Regions from separate parts of the Mus musculus genome. Here all the other regions are linked to region 3. The links are chromatin contacts, called in public HiChIP or PLAC-seq and promoter capture Hi-C maps. All regions are on one chromosome and are shown on one strand. The core of a region is the stretch at or near the end of the contact, and the rest is flanking DNA. Distances in the headings are between cores, read along the strand shown.

Region 1 (4,105 bases), core at 1,223-3,722, 1.7 Mb after region 3:
AGTGGTTCATCTACTATGCTGATATATTTTATGTGCTTGATCTTTACAACAACATGCTTTTTTATCCACCCTGATTAACTTCAGCCAAGATTCCTATGGCTTGCTCAAGTCACAGGGCTGGTAGGTATGAGATTCTAAAACTTCCCACCAGAGTTTCCAGTTGGAATCCTTTGCTACAACCATCATATCAAGACAGGGTATAAGTAACTCACCAGATGTTTGTGGCTCCCTACAAAGCTAAAAATAGTTCAGTTATTAAATCGCTAATTGTGCTTCTCTGTGTTGCTGGCATGGCTTCTATAACCACATGCCCAATCTGTAATTATTTTCTCTGGTCTCTTTTCCCCAGTGTTTTGTGTATCTTTTGTTGTAATTACTTGAATCTGTTAGTGGTTGAAATTCTATGTGAAGCCCCACTGTGATATTTCTGGGCTTCCTCTCTGGTGGATTTTCAAAGGGTAAACAATTTTAAAATCAAATAACTCCCCAGTGTTTAATGAAGGCTTTATTCTTTTGAAGAATCAAGTTCATCCTTTTACCATGATGAAAGCAACACATGTTCTTCCAAAAACATAAAAACAGCAACATCCTCAATATCCCAGTACCCCAATGCAATAAGCTAATGATGTTTGAGTCTTTACAATCAGTTCTCTTTATAGTTTTAAAGTCAGCGTAGTTATTCTATTACATAATATTTATTCTCATCTTCATTAAACAATAATAAATAAGCATTTTGTTTTTATTATAAATTATAGAAAAACAATTTTAATAAGTGTTCATTATTTTATAGGTATCATCGTATAATTTCTGAATCAGACCATATCCTGGCAGCCTAACAACTTCTTAGAAACCTAGGTAGTATAGATTGTAGTTCTAATCTCCTATATGGATCTATAAATATCATCAAGATTACCTTGCACTGCTCACGTTCTGAGACAGCATCTCTGTTCTTCCTTTTGAAGCAACACTTGAACTATGGACCTTACCTTACTTAGGTTTTCAACAACAAAACAACCCCAATTATATGCACAATATTGACAACTAACTAATTCTCATGAAGCCCTGAAGAATTTAGAAAATCCATGGCATGTAGCATATAGTTCCCCACTGGTTTCTTCCAGACCCTGTCCTAGTCTTAATGTCATTTCTAAAGCACATTACAGATAGATGCCTTTGTCCATTACCCATGATTCTCAACAATTACTTCTATTGAAAGGCTGACTTAGTGTCTTCACTGGCTAGGAACAGCCACTGTCAACCTTACCTACTTTTCTTGTCACCCCTAGATGAAGTTGAATACATTTCTCTTTGGATTTTATATGTGTTTATTTCCCTCATATTGAATCTAGGTTATCTCTGGACCTGGAAGAAGGGATATACACTTAATTATGGAACACACATTTATTGAATGTGTCCTGTACATATTACAAGTACATTACAGGTGCTTTCAAGCTGCAACATGTAAAAATGGTAAACCAGTCTTTATCTACTTAATATTTAAGAAAACAGTATTACAGACCTAGTATTGTTCTAAGCACAACATCATTTCATCCTCCAAGATAGCCTCTACTAAATCACTTTACAAACATATATACTAAAGCATGAGGAATTTAATCACCATGCACAAAGTCTCATAGCTCATGGGGATGAAGAAAGCATTCTCCCTGTGTTTCATAGAAGGCCAGCAACCACATCCTCCCACAGACTTTGAACTTAGCTAAAACAAGGCTAGATAGGCTAGGTTAATTTCTAGTTGGACTGTACTTTTTATTCTGGAAAACATTTGTCAATTTAGTCATATTTCAAATGCTTATTTTCTTTAGCATTGTTTCTTTACCCAAATGATGAAAAGAATCCAGATGTTTGTGCTGCTATCCTTTACTCTAGAAATGAAACAACCCCAGTTAAGAAATGAACAGTCTACTTATCTCAGGCCAATCGAATAGTCCTGACAGACTGGACAGTTGCCATGTCAGCTTTACAACTCTGGGCTTAGACATGGTGTTAGCTTACCATTAGAAGTCATGGTTAAGTCCAGAGGAAGGAAACTTTTGTTTTGGTGACAGGGGTCCATCCTAATGCTGTGAAGTTGATGTGAAGGGGAGCTGTGGATTTGGTGAACCCGATCAAACAAATCTCTTAATAGTACATGAGAAGAATAGGGCCTGTTACCACTGTGGTGCAACATCCCCCTGCTGCATAATAACAGGTGCTGGTGGTGGGTTCTTTTCCCAGGAGCAGTGACTTTAGAATGGTTAATGAAATTCATTACTCATTTACAAGAAAGGGTAAGAGGAAAAAGCACCATAAAAACCCAATTCAATTCAGGGTAATCTTGGCACACACCTTATCCCACTTGGTATACGCCAAAAGAAACAGGCCCATTAAATTCAGGAGGGACAGCTCTATCCTTGTTAAGGCCATAAATCAGCTCTGCTCACTTCCCAGTTCCATTCTGTGTCTCTACCCAGAGCCAAGAGTGACAAAAGAACTGATTCCTCTATCCTTGAGTGTGTCTTTCTCTTTATACAAGACGTTGAACAGACAGGTCACTTATTTTAGGGACAACTGTTGCCTGTCTACCCTTGGGCTCTCACCACAATAGACACAGACCATCTCTCCATGCAGGTTCTGTTAAATCTCAGCTTCTAAGTGTTCGAGAATCTATTAGTGCCCTTTTGGGTTGTTTGGTTGTAACTGAGTCTTCTGTATCTCAGACTGGCTTTCAACTCAGCAGCATAGCTTAGGATTACCTTGAACCCCTGTTCCTTCTACTTCTATCTCCCAAGTGCTAGGATTATAGGTTTGTATCACCACACCCAGTCTATGCAGAGGTGAGGATAGAATGCATGGACTCACACATGTTCAGCAAGGACTCCACCAATCAAGCTCTATCTCTTGCCATCTTAATGCAATTTACTTCCTAAAATCATATTTTAAAAAACTACAAATAGTGGAGTATCTTGAGTGATACACATTAAGAAAAATTCCTGGAAAGACAAAAGTTTACTAATGTATCCCTCAGTCAAACATTACTGAGCGCATATTCTAGATTTGAGATTCCCCATGTAAATAACCTCAATGCAATATCTTATTTCTATGCAAATAATCTCAAAGCAATAAGAAAGGACTGAGGGATATTATTCACGAGTTCCCTGCTGTGCCAGATACATAAAACTGTCTTTAAAAATGTTTGTAGTCTATACTATACTTTATTGATCTATCAAGAATAGTTTGTGGTTTGACTTGTAAATTGTTATATCAGTAACTTTAGACTCTGGAACTGTGATGTGCCTACAATAGTAAGTTAAGTTAGATCAATTTTACCTAGAGTTTGTATTTCAGTGAAAAGTCTTCTCAGAAATATCCTTTTGCCTCCAATTTCTTCTTTATGCATGCTTGGGAGAAGTGTAGCTGTATGTGCAGGTGTATATGAACATGTGTGCATGAGAAAGACAAAAGACAATGTCAGATGTGATCTTCATGGATACCAAGCATCTCCTTTGAGACAAGGTTTTTTATTGGGCTCAGCAATTAGGCTAGCCATGGTCACTGATTTCCAAGGATGCTGCTGTCCTTGCCACCCTCAAGCAGAGATTGCAAGTCAGCAATCAATATTATACCCAGCACTTTAACATAGCTTCAGGGGGCAAACTCAGAGCCTACTGTTGCAAGGTAGGCACTTTATTTAGTAAAACAACCCCTTAGCCCTGTTTTCTGTATTAATGTGCAAGTTCAGGACTAATGAGACATAACATTTTTTTTAAAAATGGAGCAAGACTATAGAAACCCACTCCTGACATGCTGTTTCCCTTTACACTGCTGGGTTGCAATGCACGCACACTCCTGCACTCCTGTTCACACTGGACTTAAAAGAGAAAAAGAAAAAGATGTTAGTAACCATTTCACAGGCCATTTCAGTGAGTACTGACCAGCGCTGCATACTTAGATGTGGAAACTAGTGGAGGAAAGGGATGTAAATGATCCACAAGCCTATGGCAGGGATGAGCATTTTCTGATTGGTTTCAGTGTACATTTTTGTTTTGATTTTTACATACATATTAATGTAAGGTCAAAGGGAGAGACAGACAGAAAGACATGAATA
Region 2 (4,030 bases), core at 1,458-3,957, 1.0 Mb after region 3:
CACTCTGAGCACTTAGGCCTTGTTTCAACATGGTCAGAAGTTTCTCCTAACACTAGTTTGGATCTTGCTATTAAGGTCATAGTTCAACATGTCTGGATAAGCTCTCTGAGCTTGGTACAAAATAAAGTACTCTCTTTCTCAGCAGGACTTGCACTTTGCCTGATCTTATCTGGAGAGTGTCTCTCAGCACAGGTGTCTGACCTTATCTATCTAGAGGATGATCCCGCATATCTCTTCCTGCAAGGGCTGCATGATTCAACACTGAAGACCTGCTCAGCCCTGCCTGCTGTATGATAGATAATTAGGTACTGTATTATGACCAATCAGCCCTTTCATCCTGTAACCCCCAAAAAGGTCTGACGAAATTCACACAGCCTATAGACAGATTTACTTCCTGTCTCCTGCCTGGCATGTTCCTATCATGTAAATGAAGCATTCCCACTCTAGCCAATGATGTCTATCAACCTGGAAGGCCCAACCTACTCCCCAAGTTCTCCATAACCCTTGTTCACAGAAAATAAAGTTGAGCTGCCTCAGTGAAGCTGATCCCAAAGTCAATCCATCCATTCTTGGAGATCACTGGAGCTATGCTTATAATCAGCAGGTTTTAAAACTAATGACTAAACCTACAGAACTCTGATTATTGTTCAATAGAATGGGATTTAAATCATATCTCTGGGCCTGGGAGGGAGGCATGACATAGTGAACTTTTGAACCTCTAAAAGTCCACTAACACGTAACTACCTATACCTTACATGATTACTCTCTAGCCAAGGACTTTTTATTTGAAGGGCATCATTATTTCCCTTAGTAAGAGTCAGTTTAAAAGGGTCTGCCAGCTTTTTAGACAGGGAAAGTACTCCAAAGAAAAATTGCGTGCTCTAGAGACTTTAAGAGCTATATGAAGCCAGCTGTAGTGGTTTGTGAGAGTTCTGAGTCTCTGGCATTTGAATATTTGGTCCCCAGTGGGTGGCACTGTTTGAGCAGTCTTAATAGATGTGGCTTTGCTGACAGCAGCATGGGAGTGGAAACAGACTCAAGAGTCAGTCATTGCCAGTTGATTGTCTCTGCTTCTTGCTTGCAGTTTAGTATGTGAACACTTAGCGCCCTCACCTGACTGACTACTGATTGTCAGGCTTCCTTGTCATAATGGACTTTTATCTGTCTAGGACCATAAGCCCGAGGAAGCCCTCCTTCTGTAAGTTGCTTTGGTTATGGTATTTTATCACTATAATAGAAGAGTATTAATGCACTAGCTGAAATATAAGTGGAGAGTATTGTCTCTTTGTTCATCATATACTTCTATACCTTTCCTCTGGGGGGGGGGGAGACTTTCTGCTCTTTATGTCTCTCATGAGTTCTTTCAATAGAGAACACAAGAGTGGAAGTTGAGAGTGATATGACAGAGATAGAGTCACATTGCTAACCTCATTTCACCCTTGGGGATACTAGTCAAAGTTGGGACACTGTTTAGTTGAAGTCCTGTTGCAATTCATACTCCCCTATGCAAATTTCATTTAAGAATGATGAACACAAATATAACACCCAAGAAAATCTGCATGTTTAATAAGCCAATGAGCAAAAGAGAATGTGGAGAGCAGTTGAGAACCGAAGTATGAAGAAGGCAGCTTTGTGTACGGCATGGCTTTAATAAGACAATCTGGGCTTACACCTTAGCACCATGTGACTAGTGTCAGATTTGAATTACAGAGACACTCTGGCTTCAGCTTCCTCACTAATAGACATATTATGACTTCTTACTAGATATGATATTAAGAGCACAAAGTAGATATGATATGAACATGGTAATACAGAATCCTGAGAGCTGTGGCAGTTGCAGGAGGATCACGAGTGCTGCTTAAGATATCTGTTTTGTTTAGCAAGGTGGTTCAACCCGAGGGGTAACGTTTATGTGTCACACAGAATAGAAGGGAACGACTAACGCCCCTTAGTGTTTCTTCAGAAAAGCATGCACCACGGGACCATATTATTCAAATAAAGCAAAAGTTCTCAATGGTGGGTCTCAACTTCTTTGGGGGGTCGCAAATCAGGTATCCTGTGTATCAGATATTTACATTAAAATTTCTCACAGCAGGGAGACTATAGTTATTGAAGTAATAGCAGAATAATTTTATGGTTTGGGGTCACCACAACATGAGGAACTGTACTAAAGGGTTACAGCATTAGGAAAGTAGAGAGGCACTGGAATAAAGTGCAGAACAACTGTGAGCAAGTGTTGTGTACAAACATTTCTTCATATTCTACTGGTCACCTAAGTCGAAGGAAAGCTTACCCAGTAGCTAGAGAGAGCTTCTTCTTTTTCTTTCTTTTTTTTTTTTTTTTGAAACATTCTTAAGCTACTCATTTCAATGACATTAACAGAAGGAAAAAAATCAAGAAGTTATTCTTCCATTTATTGAATTAAGCTCCCCACCCCTGCACTTTAATTTAATTAAAGAAGGGCAATGCTTTTTTTGTTTTTTGTTTTTTGTTTTCTCTCAAGACTCAGGTTGAACAGAGATAATTAAATGAAGGGAAGAAGTCATACAGCCCAATGCAGTTACCTTCATCTATCCATAAAAATGTGCAGCACACAAGGGGCGTTGGATACAGTTGCTCATTTTCCTCACTCAGGAGGTGTGTTTACAAGTAAGACTTTAAAAGCAACCCTGCCTTTGAAGAGCTGGTTGTACTATACATTTCGGTTGCTAGGGGGAGCCATGTATCCACTTTATTTGTTAAAGTTCTCCAAGCAGTGTGGGGCAGGCTTGTTGAAGCCCCATTGGTTTCTGTTGTTAAAGGTGTATTCCACAGAGTGCATGCTGGTGTTTAAAGAAAACAATGTATTTGAATCAGTGATACATCTTAAAGCATATGCTGACCATTCTGACCATAGCATCTTCTTTCTCCTAACCACAAAAGTTGATAGCATCCTAGATAGCTGTAGAATTTCCATTGCATTCATTTGTCATTTAATCTAGATAGGACAATAAATAACAGTAGATGACAGGGGAGCTGAAATGACACTGGTAGTCAGTTTCCACTTACATTTTATCCAAACCACACATGATAAATACAGGACAAGAAAAAGTCACTACCCTAGCAAATTCTGAGTGTTTAATTTCTCACAGGATTACATAGGAATACTGGGGTGAACTAAGTCACCCATCTGCATCCAACTTCTTTGTTACATCAGTGGCCAGAAGTCTCCTCTCAAAATTTTCCAGCAATCCGAAAAATTTGAGTATTTGAGAGAGTAAAATGATGTATGGCAAGAAGAGAAAGAATAAATATTATCCCTAATCCTTTTCATATATAAAAATACATTTATATTTAGTACACAATAATATTATATCAGTTATAATAATATAATTGATATTTTAAATTTGAAATTATATATAATTTATATAATATACTTATATAATATAAATGTATATTATTTTTATATAATATGAATCATATATTTATAATCACACTGATTCTCAACAATACTATTAAACAAATAATACTTCCCATACTCTACAGATAAAAAAACAGGCTCCCTGGAAAAAAGAAGAGTGACGCATTTAAGCGTTTCAGTTCATAACTTCTAGCATCCCATAAGCAAGACACGCTGGACAGCTTGTGTCAGCCAGCTCACACTGGCATTCTCTCTTGCCACATGGGGGAGTAAGAGCACCTGTTTGATATAGAACAGAACAGAAAGGCTCCACCCATGTCCTTGTACATCCTACAGGCAAGAAGCAGAGATAACAATAAACAGCATGGGATCGTCACTGTGAAAACTTCACCTCAGATCCTCCCATAACATCTGTGCCTTTCACACACTAAAGAATATTCTTCAGCTACTTTATAATTTTTCCATTGCCTTAGTTTTGACTTCTGATGATAAGGGTATAAAGGACACATCCAGGTACAGAGAACTAGCAGCTAGCAGACACCCTCAGAGTCCTTTGACCTAAGTGCCACCCCATGGGTTTGAATCTTCTTAGACGGAGTTGTAAATTGCATCAATCTGCCTCATTCCTGG
Region 3 (3,983 bases), core at 1,069-3,568:
TAACTTAGGTAGCTTCTACTTTACAGGAGAAATTAAAACTGGAAGGAAGCTAATCTGTCTATGGGGCATAATCAATACACAGAGGGAGGAATTCAAGCAGGGCTTGCCTGACCCAGAACCACAGCTATCTATCTATCTTACACAGAAAATAATAAAACATTAGGAGTCTCTGAAAAACAATCGCTTCATGATGGGACAGTATCACTTTGGTGGTAAGGTTAACTATTATGGATAGAAACAGGTATCACAAGTGATATATTTACATGACAATTTATTGCCCATAATATTCTGGAGTCTCAGCATGGCCTTGGCACCAGTGCTCTTTAGTCAAAGCTATGTGTTACACAGGCCACCACTAGTCACTGACCCTTTTTAACACTGTAATGAGCCTAGACTCAAGAACAGTAGCTTCAGACCCCAAATGATTATTTCTTCCTCTAGGTGAACCGTTGGAGAAAGGAATAGTTCTTAGAAAATGTTCCATGTAGTAATTTGGAGAAATAAAATAAAAATCATCCCGTTGGGAGCCTGTCCACTTAACTGTGACCGTCCCCAATGGACATGAGCCCTTCTTTGCTAAGATGGAGCCATACCATATATAGGGACAAAAGCTAAGGACAGAAACAGCTTTTGGTGGCGGGGTGCTAGCCACCACTGTATGCTTCTTTGTAACTCTGGTCTGGCCTTTACCAAACTACAGGACAAACTTAGGTATAACTAAGTTGAAGAAACAAGAAGGGCAAAGACCTTTAAACCACCTTGGCACAATTTCTAATAGTTCATTTTCTAAAATACCACAATGTAAATAAAATTAGTGGCATAACGGACTGCTGTAACTTTCTCGCTTGATGTGGCTGTTTGCATAGGGTCTCATGATGTAGCTCTGACTGGACTCCAAACTTAGGATATCTCTTGCCTCAGCCTCCTGAGCATTGCTGTTACAGGTGTGAGACATCCATAACTATCCTGTATCTAAATTTTTACTATTCATAAGTAGTTGGGATAAAAGTCTTTGCAGCAGTCATAAAATCATGCACTCCAACTGCTCTCTAACCCTACACCTCGTCCTTCCTCCACGACCTGTGCGCTTTCTTCATGCAGGTCTAGTAACTTCTCTTGGAGTGTTTTGTATGGGTTATTGCTACCCACTTGTTTTCACATGTCAACACTTAGTACTATGAAGTCACAGTTAAATGATTCGGTCAAGATTCCAGATCTAGAAAATACCTCACCTTACTCTAACCTCATTATGTATAAAATTCCATAACGAGTGAGTACTTTTTACGCTGTTATTCGTCGAACTCAGTACCCGGAAGTGCTAGAATGGACCGAAAGGCTTGCTCAAAGGGGTATGACACTAAAATCTGTACTGCCAACAATTCCCTCAGAAGATGCTGTTGATGGAGAGCAAACCCAGGACCAAGGCAGGAGCACTTGCTCTCCTGGAATGTACCAGAACACTAGAAGATCCGAAGCAGAATCAGTAATAGAAGCAGGAAGAAGGTAAATGAGGTTAGGACGTTGGGATGAAAAGTAGAGGGGGAAAAAAAAAAAAAAACAAAAAACCTGGCACCATGCCCCCCCCCCCAAAGAAAACCTGGTGTCATGAAGCTACTGAAAGGGACTTTTATAAATGAGTCTGACAACTGAATCTTAACCGTGCAATAATTAGATATTACAGTTGTTATTGTTGTTGTTGTTGTTTTAAATAATGCCTGTTTTGGAAAAACGGAAAGGCATGTGTGAAAAGAGAAGAGGTGAAGTCCCTCGGGTGTATGTCTGTCCTCTATTCTGTGGTACAGACAGCCTTACAGAGGTTAGGATGGGTCTGTGTGTTTGAGACAGAAGTGGCCGCCCCCCCAACCACCTGCCACTGCAAGCTCTGTGCAAGCTGATGCAACTTCGCCTCAAACTTCCTGAAGTCGGAGGAACCTCGCAAAAGCCTATCCGGGCAGCCTAGATCTCCATGAGCCAGGGAAGCGGTACCGGTGCGACTGCCCCTGCGACCCCATCCCGGCCGGCCGGAGGGGAGAAGAAGACCCGGACCCGGCGGGCCGGCTCCTCCGCCCGGTCCCTAAGCAGCACTTCCGCCCAGCGGACCCTGGCTGGCCCCATAGCAGCGCTTCCGCCCGGCCCGCAGCGGCCCGGATCTCAGCCCCGGCCCCGCCATCCGTGGTCCCGGGAAGCCGCAACACACGCCGCACAAAAGCGATGCCATACACTCAGCTGAAGAGACGCGGAAACTCACTCTCTCTAAGACCCGCTTGCGTCCTCACGTACTCCCGCGCTCGTGCGTCACTACGTCTGGACGCCGAATCCGGAGACTCAACTTCCGGCACGGACGCCGATTCCGCAGGCTCCACTTCCGGCGGCCTAGGGAAAGGAGCGGCAGTCTGCGCATGCTCCGTGCTTCGTACTGCCTTTTCGGCTTCCTCTAGCTAATGCGTAGCGCTCATCCTATTCAACCCTTAGCAACAAGGGTGTCGGTGTGCTTTTACAGCCATAACTAACTAATAATCACTTACCACGCGCACAGCGCATGAGTCGCCTATGGCCAGCTCCCTCAAGGCCAAAGTTTCTTCCCGGTGCAGTGTAGTCTACCAAGTGGACGGTGGAGACAGTAGCTGTTCCCAATGGGCCTCAGGAGAGCTGCTTATCCCAGAAAGTAGGCCGGCGAAACAGGGCCACGGTGTACATTTCATTCCCCAAGCACAAACACGAGGCCACACTGCTTAGCCTGTTTACTGCTTTAAGGGCTCGTGAGAAAAGGTTTTTGTGACTTAGGTCGTTTGATGCAATTTTCTCCTTCTAACGTGGAACCAGTTTCATGGGCAGCTTCTTCTAAAGGCAATGCTGCATTTGTGTCCTACAAGAAAACGATGTTTGGTGTAATTATTTTTCTAGTAATTAGAGGAGAGCTCCACCTTTTCAAGGCATGAATTGGGTGCAGGTATATTTACCAAAAGGCTTAGTAGCCACGTCTAGTTAGCATATTAAAAACTTCCCAGTCCCCCAAAAGTTAATCTTCTATTGTATAACAGAAGAAATTCTCCTAAAAAATTTTCCCTTGTAGTTGGAATTTGAATGAAAATTTCCCACACTATTAGGAGATATAGATGAGAATTTCAAGTGACAAAATTCTTAGCAAATTCAAGAATGAATTCTTATAATTTAACCCCTTTCAGGTATAAAAAAAAGTGGGGGGGTATGTAAGTCCAAGACTGACATTGCGAAACTGCATTCCTGGAAATGGAACCCAAGTGAGTAGGGGGAACTAAATTGCATGTAGAAATATATCTCCTTAGGAAGAAAACATGAATGCAATTTCTCAAAAGGAGAGGTCTCTATTTGTTCTTCCCACCAATTCTATGCATCCATTCCATTAATATACTCTTGCTTTATATTCTCTGTCAGTCTACCCCTTTCTATACTTACACTGTTTTTGTTATTATCTTGTTTTTAAGTGCAGAAGTGACTTTAAAAGAGCCGCAAATCAAGTCTCAAATCAGTAATCTCAAAAAAAATGCAATTGTAAATAGACAGGGCTTAGGAATGTTCTTGGGGAGCAGGCTGTGATGGTGAACACTAATGACCCCACAGTTTGAAGGTAGAGACAGGAAGATTGGGAGTTCAAGGACAGCCTCAGCTATATAACTTCAAGACCAGCTTAGTCTATATGACATCCTGAATCATAAAAAGTAAAGAAAAAAAACATTTTAATCCTATTTTAAATATGAGTAAAATGTTTCATTGGCATATAAGAGGACAGAGAAAAACCATTTTTTTAATGACCTCACCAGACATAGGGGCAAACACCTGTAATCTCTCCACTTGGAAAATAGATGCAAGAATATCAGGAGTTCCCATTATCTGGGTAATAATTTCCTAGCCTAAACTTTAATAGAGGGACAGTCAGAATTCTTACATGTAAACAAAGCTTAAAATTACTAAAGACTCAAAGCCAGACTAAGTCCTCTAACGTT

What was found. Promoter capture Hi-C pulls out the DNA fragments that hold promoters and counts their contacts. HiChIP or PLAC-seq counts read pairs in DNA pulled down with a chosen protein or histone mark.
Region 1: a contact with region 3 is called in an H3K27ac HiChIP or PLAC-seq map of stem cell-derived neural progenitor cells, with 4 times the contacts expected there. The contact joins the enhancer-like site here to the promoter of Rhbdd1 in region 3. A contact is called at or near these places in 1 of 39 promoter capture datasets (hippocampal neurons), 1 of 484 Hi-C or Micro-C datasets (B cells) and 2 of 115 datasets of contacts at active chromatin or transcription factors (large pre-B cells and stem cell-derived neural progenitor cells).
Region 2: a promoter capture Hi-C map of second pharyngeal arch cranial neural crest shows a contact between it and region 3. The contact joins the enhancer-like site here to the promoter of Rhbdd1 in region 3. A contact is called at or near these places in 6 of 39 promoter capture datasets (cranial neural crest, embryonic stem cells, frontonasal cranial neural crest and 3 more), 1 of 15 datasets of contacts at CTCF or cohesin (stem cell-derived epiblast-like cells), 14 of 484 Hi-C or Micro-C datasets (the G1E-ER4 cell line, cochlea, embryonic cerebral cortex and 9 more) and 15 of 115 datasets of contacts at active chromatin or transcription factors (the NIH/3T3 cell line, Th17 cells, acute myeloid leukemia and 12 more).

The regions. Positions count from the first base shown.
Region 1 is chr1:80,650,583-80,654,687 of GRCm38.p6, reverse strand. All of the region lies in intron 1 of Dock10 (dedicator of cytokinesis 10), which reads left to right. Among named protein-coding and RNA genes, the nearest start is that of Dock10, 110 kb to the left of the region's middle. Within about 2 kb of position 2,472, at least 7 of the 459 cell types and tissues checked have an H3K27ac peak or open chromatin away from gene starts, as enhancers often do. A contact at or near this core is called in stem cell-derived neural progenitor cells, where this site is marked.
Region 2 is chr1:81,300,573-81,304,602 of GRCm38.p6, reverse strand. All of the region lies in intron 6 of Nyap2 (neuronal tyrosine-phophorylated phosphoinositide 3-kinase adaptor 2), which reads right to left. Among named protein-coding and RNA genes, the nearest start is that of Nyap2, 230 kb to the right of the region's middle. Within about 2 kb of position 2,707, at least 19 of the 459 cell types and tissues checked have an H3K27ac peak or open chromatin away from gene starts, as enhancers often do. A contact at or near this core is called in second pharyngeal arch cranial neural crest, where this site is marked.
Region 3 is chr1:82,314,914-82,318,896 of GRCm38.p6, reverse strand. It overlaps Rhbdd1 (rhomboid domain containing 1), which reads right to left and starts at 2,318. Exons shown (of 7, transcript NM_029777.3): 1 at 2,249-2,318.